2 separate regions of the Gossypium hirsutum genome follow, and region 2 is linked to region 1. The links are chromatin contacts, called in public Hi-C maps. All regions are on one chromosome and are shown on one strand. Each heading gives the region's core, a stretch centred on a gene start, on an enhancer-like site or on the middle of the called end of the contact. The rest is flanking DNA. Distances are from core to core; before and after follow the strand shown. Region 1 holds the start of LOC107915120 (Werner Syndrome-like exonuclease). Region 2 holds the start of LOC107915103.

Region 1 (3,065 bases), core at 406-2,905:
CAAACATGCAGACACATACAAGTGTTGGATATCAATACCAGAGTCCACACAAGCCAATGTCTATAGTACCAAACAGATATTACTTTTCATGAAAGTTCAAGAGGGCAAGACAGAAACCAGATAGACAAGTGATATGTTAGTAGAGGTGTATGAATTCTGTGTACTAGTACAAATTCAATATGTGCATGTTTCAATGCTATACTAAATGCAATCAGAGAATGATCTAAATAGACCACTTCTACCAGAAAGTAGACAAGATAAGGGAAAAACATGAATATAAATAACGGTTTGCAAGCATACAACCATTTAGGTTATCACAGTTAAGAGTATTTCAATTAAAAGGAAATGATTGGTAATGGCAACAGCAACTTATGAAACATGGATTAAAGAGCTATATTGCTTTGACTCTTCATTTTACTAAAGTACCTGTATTCAACGCATAGTTGGACAGGAGTATAGGGATATGACCATTCGAGGATCTCCAAATACATTAAAAACATAGGAAAAAATTGAATATTTCTGTGTTGGGAACTTCCCCATATCCGGCACTCACACCTAAGGCCGAGTAATATAGGTAAAGAGTGCTTACTTTCTGCTTTAAAAGAAATTATAGCAATGCTGCTTTATGGAAGAAAGGAAGAGGACAACACCAAACACGAGATATATATTTTGTTTTAAAATATGGCATATCAGAACCACTAAACATAAAAAAAATAATTAAATTAAATTAAAACCTACAAAAAAAACACAATGCCAATTCTAGCATAAGTATTCTATCTAGAAATCATGCAATGTGAAAAAAATTCCAACTTTAAGTCTCAATTCTTTAAAATAATGATCAAATATACCTTAGAGAGGTTTCATATTAACTTAAGAGATTTTCACATTTATTTGTTTTCACACTTTTTTTCTTTCTTAGGAAATAAAGAGAAAGGATTATATGAAATGAATGTAACAAGACAAGGAGGGTAAAGGAAGCAAACCTTTTTGGAAAGAGGGCTTCCACTCAATATCAAACCCTAAAGCAACTTGACCCATTTCTTTCTTCTTAATTTCAACAATTTTTAATAGCTCCATTGCAGCATTTTCTACCTCATCTTCCGTAAAGCTATACAAAATATGACCTCCAAATCTCAACGGCGGATATCTAAGCCTTGTATTAGCTGCCAATCAGAAAAATCAAAGGGTTTACTATTAGTGCATTTATTTTAATTACAAAATGGGTAAAGTAAGGGATAGCAAATACATTGACAACGAGCGAAGGAAGACGGAAAAGAAGGCGGGGGTGAGAGAATAGAATGGGGCAATTGGCGGCTGGTTTTGAGGTTATCTTGATGATGGACGGCGGAATTGCGTTTCTTGCGAGAAGATGGAGGAGGAGTAGGAGGAGTGGCTTCAATGGCATCCATTAATCGGATCACGTCTTCAGTGAAATGGTCGTCCCAATCCAAACTGAAACTATTGTAGTCTTTGAATTCCATTTCTACATCTGAAATGGAAGTGAGGGGCGGAATTGGAGGGGAAGAGAGCTTAGAATTCTGGATTTGGTTGAACCAGTTTGGGCTTTTAATGGCTAAAAACGTTCAAATTTTGATCATGGCGTCTGGTAGAGTAATGGGCCGATTTTCAAAAAGTTTTTGCAAGGATTTGAGCCCATCCCAGTCCAATTCGCACAAAATACTTTCTAATATTTTAATTTAATTCAGGCCTGCCCGACCCCTGAAACTTTTTGTCAATCCCCATCAACATCGTTAGCCTCGGGTCAACCTTGAATTTTGACTAGTTTTTGAAAACTTTCTCCAAAATTTCTCTAATAAGAAATAAAATTTTATATTTTCTCCAAAATTTGTTTAATAAATTGAAAAAATCAAGTGAAAAAGAATATAATTTTGAAAAGATAAATACTAAATCTAAATTATAAAATTTATTTAATATATTATATTTTGTTAAATAAAAATAATAGTGATAATTTTAATTACATAAAATTGAGTTATAACATGAAAAGAAGTTTAAAAGCATAAAATAGATATTAATTTTATCTTCTGAATATAAAAATATTTAATTTAGAAAAACTTTTACACACTCTTAATTCTACTTAACAGTATATCTTATGCCATATGTTGTTCCCAGCATTAAAATTTAAAATATTTTAATAACTAAACATTTAGTATTTCTAATTTAGAGTTATAAAATGGAAAATAACCTAAGAACTAGAGTTTTTTTTTATATTTTAATATAAAAAATATTTTTACAGACCCCTAATTCTGCTTAACCGATCTTCTACCAAATTTTAATCCTAATTTATATTAAAATTTAAATATTGTTATGAATATCTCATTAAGTGGATGTCCATCATCATGATTAAGATAAAGTTTTATGTACTTTAAATTCTAATAGCTATTAAAATTAGATCTCTACTTCTTTTATACTTCTTATGCCTATAAATAGAGACTCTAATGAAGTATTATAATCATCCATTTGATTAATAAAGTAAAATCTCTATTGCTTTCATATTTTATTTGTTCTTTATTCTCTCTATCTCTCTTTATTTTATAATATGTTATCAACATAACGATTCTCTATAATTTTTTTCAAAATCTTTCGAAGTCATCCCACAGATCAAATTATTTTTCACCTTAAACTTTCACATTTACAACTTCATCTTCAAGATGTTGAAAGATTCAATCTCAGAATGAATTATAATTTTTATTCTCGATCTTTGATTTATTGTACAAGCATCGTGTAATAGGTCAATTTTGACCTGGGCTTATAATAAATAAACCAATAATGTCCAAATTTTAAAATCCAAATTACAAAAATTAAAACCCAAACTACAACCCATATCAAAACCCAATACCTAACTTAAGCCATAAACCCAATTACCCAATACACATCAGCCCACTATCCTAAAACATTTTCAATCAAACCCTAGGAGCCGCCCTAGCCATTGCCCTCTCCCACGTGCTTCGTCGGCACGTCCAATGCCCGAAAGTCGGCTCCCCTGACACCGCTTGTACCAACATGGCAAGCTTCTGCACCATCGCTTCCGTCTAGGCCTACAAAAC
Region 2 (3,065 bases), core at 405-2,904, 880 kb before region 1:
ACGAATAAGCTCAGGACCGCACTTCACCTAACCCCAATCATGCCCTTTTTTCTTTAGACGCATATGATCTCATAATTAAAAACAATGAAGTTTTTAGGGTGAGGTTTGATCGGAATAATAAAATTTTCATCTCCGTTAGATATGGCCTCGAGTCTCATAGGTCTCGATTTATTAAGTTGTTTCACCATTTATTATTATTTTTTTTTTGTACTTTGGAGGATCAACTTGGTAAAAGGGCCCAAAAAATGTTACACAAAGTATGACATAACACATAATATTTAAATTTACAAATAATTATAGATATATTAAAGATTTATGTTTTCCTTTTTCATGTTGAGATGGGACGATGATATTTGTCGCATAGGCCAAAATTTTTAATCCATGACTAATTATTAGACTTGGTGAGTATAATCCATATTGAGTAGGTGACACTTATTAATTAGATCTTAATTTAGATTTAAAATTAGTATTTTTTTAATAAAGTAATAAATATTATTTTATGGGTGTTTATTTATTTTTTATATAAATAAAAAAACAACGTATATACATTATGGAAGTTATGAAATTTGAGCCCAAAATATTATAATTTTCACTACTTTAATCTTACCATTTTAACTAAAATTATATTTTATTTTTATATCAATTTTTTTAATAATTTTGTTACATAAAAAATTTTACCAACATTACGGGCGTGTCATAAGTAATAATAGTTAAAGTACGTCGTCATTATTTTAAAATTAACCATAATATAAATATCTGAAGATGTCAAAATCAATGAATTATTAATGTATTAAATGATAACCTATGTAATAGGCCCAATTTGCCTGGCTTGCCAGAAAATAAAATTTTTTAAAATCCAAGTTTTTGTTACAAGCCCAAAAAAATAAATGAAGCCCAAAATTAACCCTAACCCAAATACAAGCCCAATGGCCCAAAGTGATTAAACATTTTCAGTAAAACAAAACCTTAGAGGCTTCCCCCGCGTTGTTTCTCCTCGGCCACGTTGCCCACTCCTTGTCTCGAGGCGCCTTATCCCGAGGTCCTTCTGCAAGCTTGCACCGAAATGGAAAAAAATTCCTTCTGCGCCTTCGTCAATGCCTGCAAACAAGCAAAAAAGGGGAAAGCAGAAACGAAGCAAATATACAGTAAAAACAGTAGCAAACTTTTTGTATTCGGCTAAAAAGCATTAAAGAAATCAAAAAAAGAAATTGCAAAAGGTGATTTGCTTCATTTTACCTGTTATCTATTTTTATTTTTATCATTTAAAAAAAAGAAGGGCATAAGATATAATAAAAATTAAAACTTACCGACTTGTTTCGATTTCCATCGCCGCGAGTGAGGGAGAGGACGTCGTCCTCGATGATGGACGGCTTTTTTTCGGTGTGACAAGAGAGAAGTCGAAGGGTTTCTTTCAGATTTTACCATTTTTGGCAGAGTTGTGATGAAAACCATCTCCAGATCCAGGCTCCAGTAGCCAAAACGTTCAAAATGGGGGTCTTATGGTGCTTTCCGGCCACCAGAGACGGGCGGAGCCTATCGTCGACGACAGTGGCCATCGTGGAATCCACCCCCCTTTGGCCAGATTCTGGAGAACAAGAGAGAGTTGAGAGATTTCTTTTGTTTTTTTTTTAGAAGAATGTTAAAATGAAAAAAAATCTGAAAAATTTAATTTAAATAGTGATACAAAACGGTGTTGTTTTGGCTTAGTGCCCATTGGCACTAAACGGCGTCGTTTTGGTGTGAAAAGGATCGACTCGACTCGTTCCAGTTAAGGTCTGCGCGTTTTTGACCAGATGGTCTATTTGTTTTGTGGGTCCTTCCGCATTTTTTAATTTTTTAATCCAGTTTTTTCTTATTTTTAATTTATACCCTAGAATTTTATTTTAGTTTTGATTTGGTCCTCTTGGAACGGTACGTTTCGGAGGGCGGGGAATATGTCCCCATTTGGTCCCTCCATGTTATTCGCGCTTTTCAATATGGTCCTCTATTTTATTTTATTCTGATTTATGCCTTTAAATTCCATTTAAGTTCTCAATCTAGTCCCTTTTTATGTTTATTCATCTATTTTATTATAATTTAAACTCTAAATTTTATTTCAATTTCAATTTAATCTTTTATTCACTTAATTTCAAGTTTTTATTTTTTATATGCATATTGTTCTGTTTTATTTTATATATTTATTTTTACATTCATTTATTTATTTAGTTCTTTACTCTTCTTGTATTTAGAATTTATATGATTATTTATTCCTTTATTTACACATTTTATTATTATTATTTTTATATTTTTATCTTGTCTTTTCTATTTTATTATTTTTCACATTTTAAAAAAATCTAAACTTAACATTATGTATATCTATTTTACTTACTTATTTATTTATTATTCTATACGCTTTGTATACATATTAAAGTTTGTAAGGTTAATATTTTCTTTATAAATACTTGTTGATTCGTGTATTTTCTTACTACTAATATTTACTTATTTATCCTTTCGTTCATCATTTGTTTCCTCTTTTTATATATATGGTTTCATTGTTCCATTCATTTTTTAAACATTTTTATGTTATGTTTGTTTATTTTTATATCATGCATTTCCGTTTTATTGCTTTGCTTATCTATCGAGAGTTATTTACTAATATTGTATTCATCTTTGTAATTATATCATTGTCATTATAATATTTTATCGTATATTGTATATCATTTTAAATATTACATTAATTTTCACCCAAATTCATAAAAAAAGAAAATTTTCAAAAAATAGGCAATGTTTCATATTTGAAAGATTTGAGAAAATCGTACCCTAACTTACGAGGTTTCGATTTTCTCATTGAACTCGAATAACCGAATATCCTTTCAAAAATTAAAGTACATAAGATTTCAAATAAAAAATAGAGGCAAACTTATTCTCAAAGGTTCAAAATGCCGTGTCCTAACTTACGAGATGTGACATTTTGTTATCTCGAGACGAGAGGGCCTTTAACGTTTAATTCAAGCAATTTGTAAGCAAAATTAACATTAATGCAAAGAGGGATCGTATTTTTAAATTATTTTCAAGTTTTCAACTTT

The links. Hi-C and Micro-C count contacts between places; a contact is called where the count stands out from the background.
Region 2: a contact with region 1 is called in a Hi-C map of leaf, with 1.8 times the contacts expected there. The contact joins the promoter of LOC107915103 here to the promoter of LOC107915120 in region 1. A contact is called at or near these places in 2 of 34 Hi-C or Micro-C datasets (both in leaf).

Annotation. Positions count from the first base shown.
Region 1 is chrA10:71,826,021-71,829,085 of Gossypium_hirsutum_v2.1, reverse strand. It overlaps LOC107915120 (Werner Syndrome-like exonuclease), which reads right to left and starts at 1,655. Exons shown (of 6, transcript XM_016844260.2): 1 at 1,247-1,655; 2 at 984-1,163. The coding sequence starts at 1,481.
Region 2 is chrA10:72,703,947-72,707,011 of Gossypium_hirsutum_v2.1, reverse strand. It overlaps LOC107915103, which reads right to left and starts at 1,654. Exons shown (of 2, transcript XM_016844239.2): 1 at 1,308-1,654; 2 at 772-1,098. The coding sequence starts at 1,452. The coding sequence ends at 941.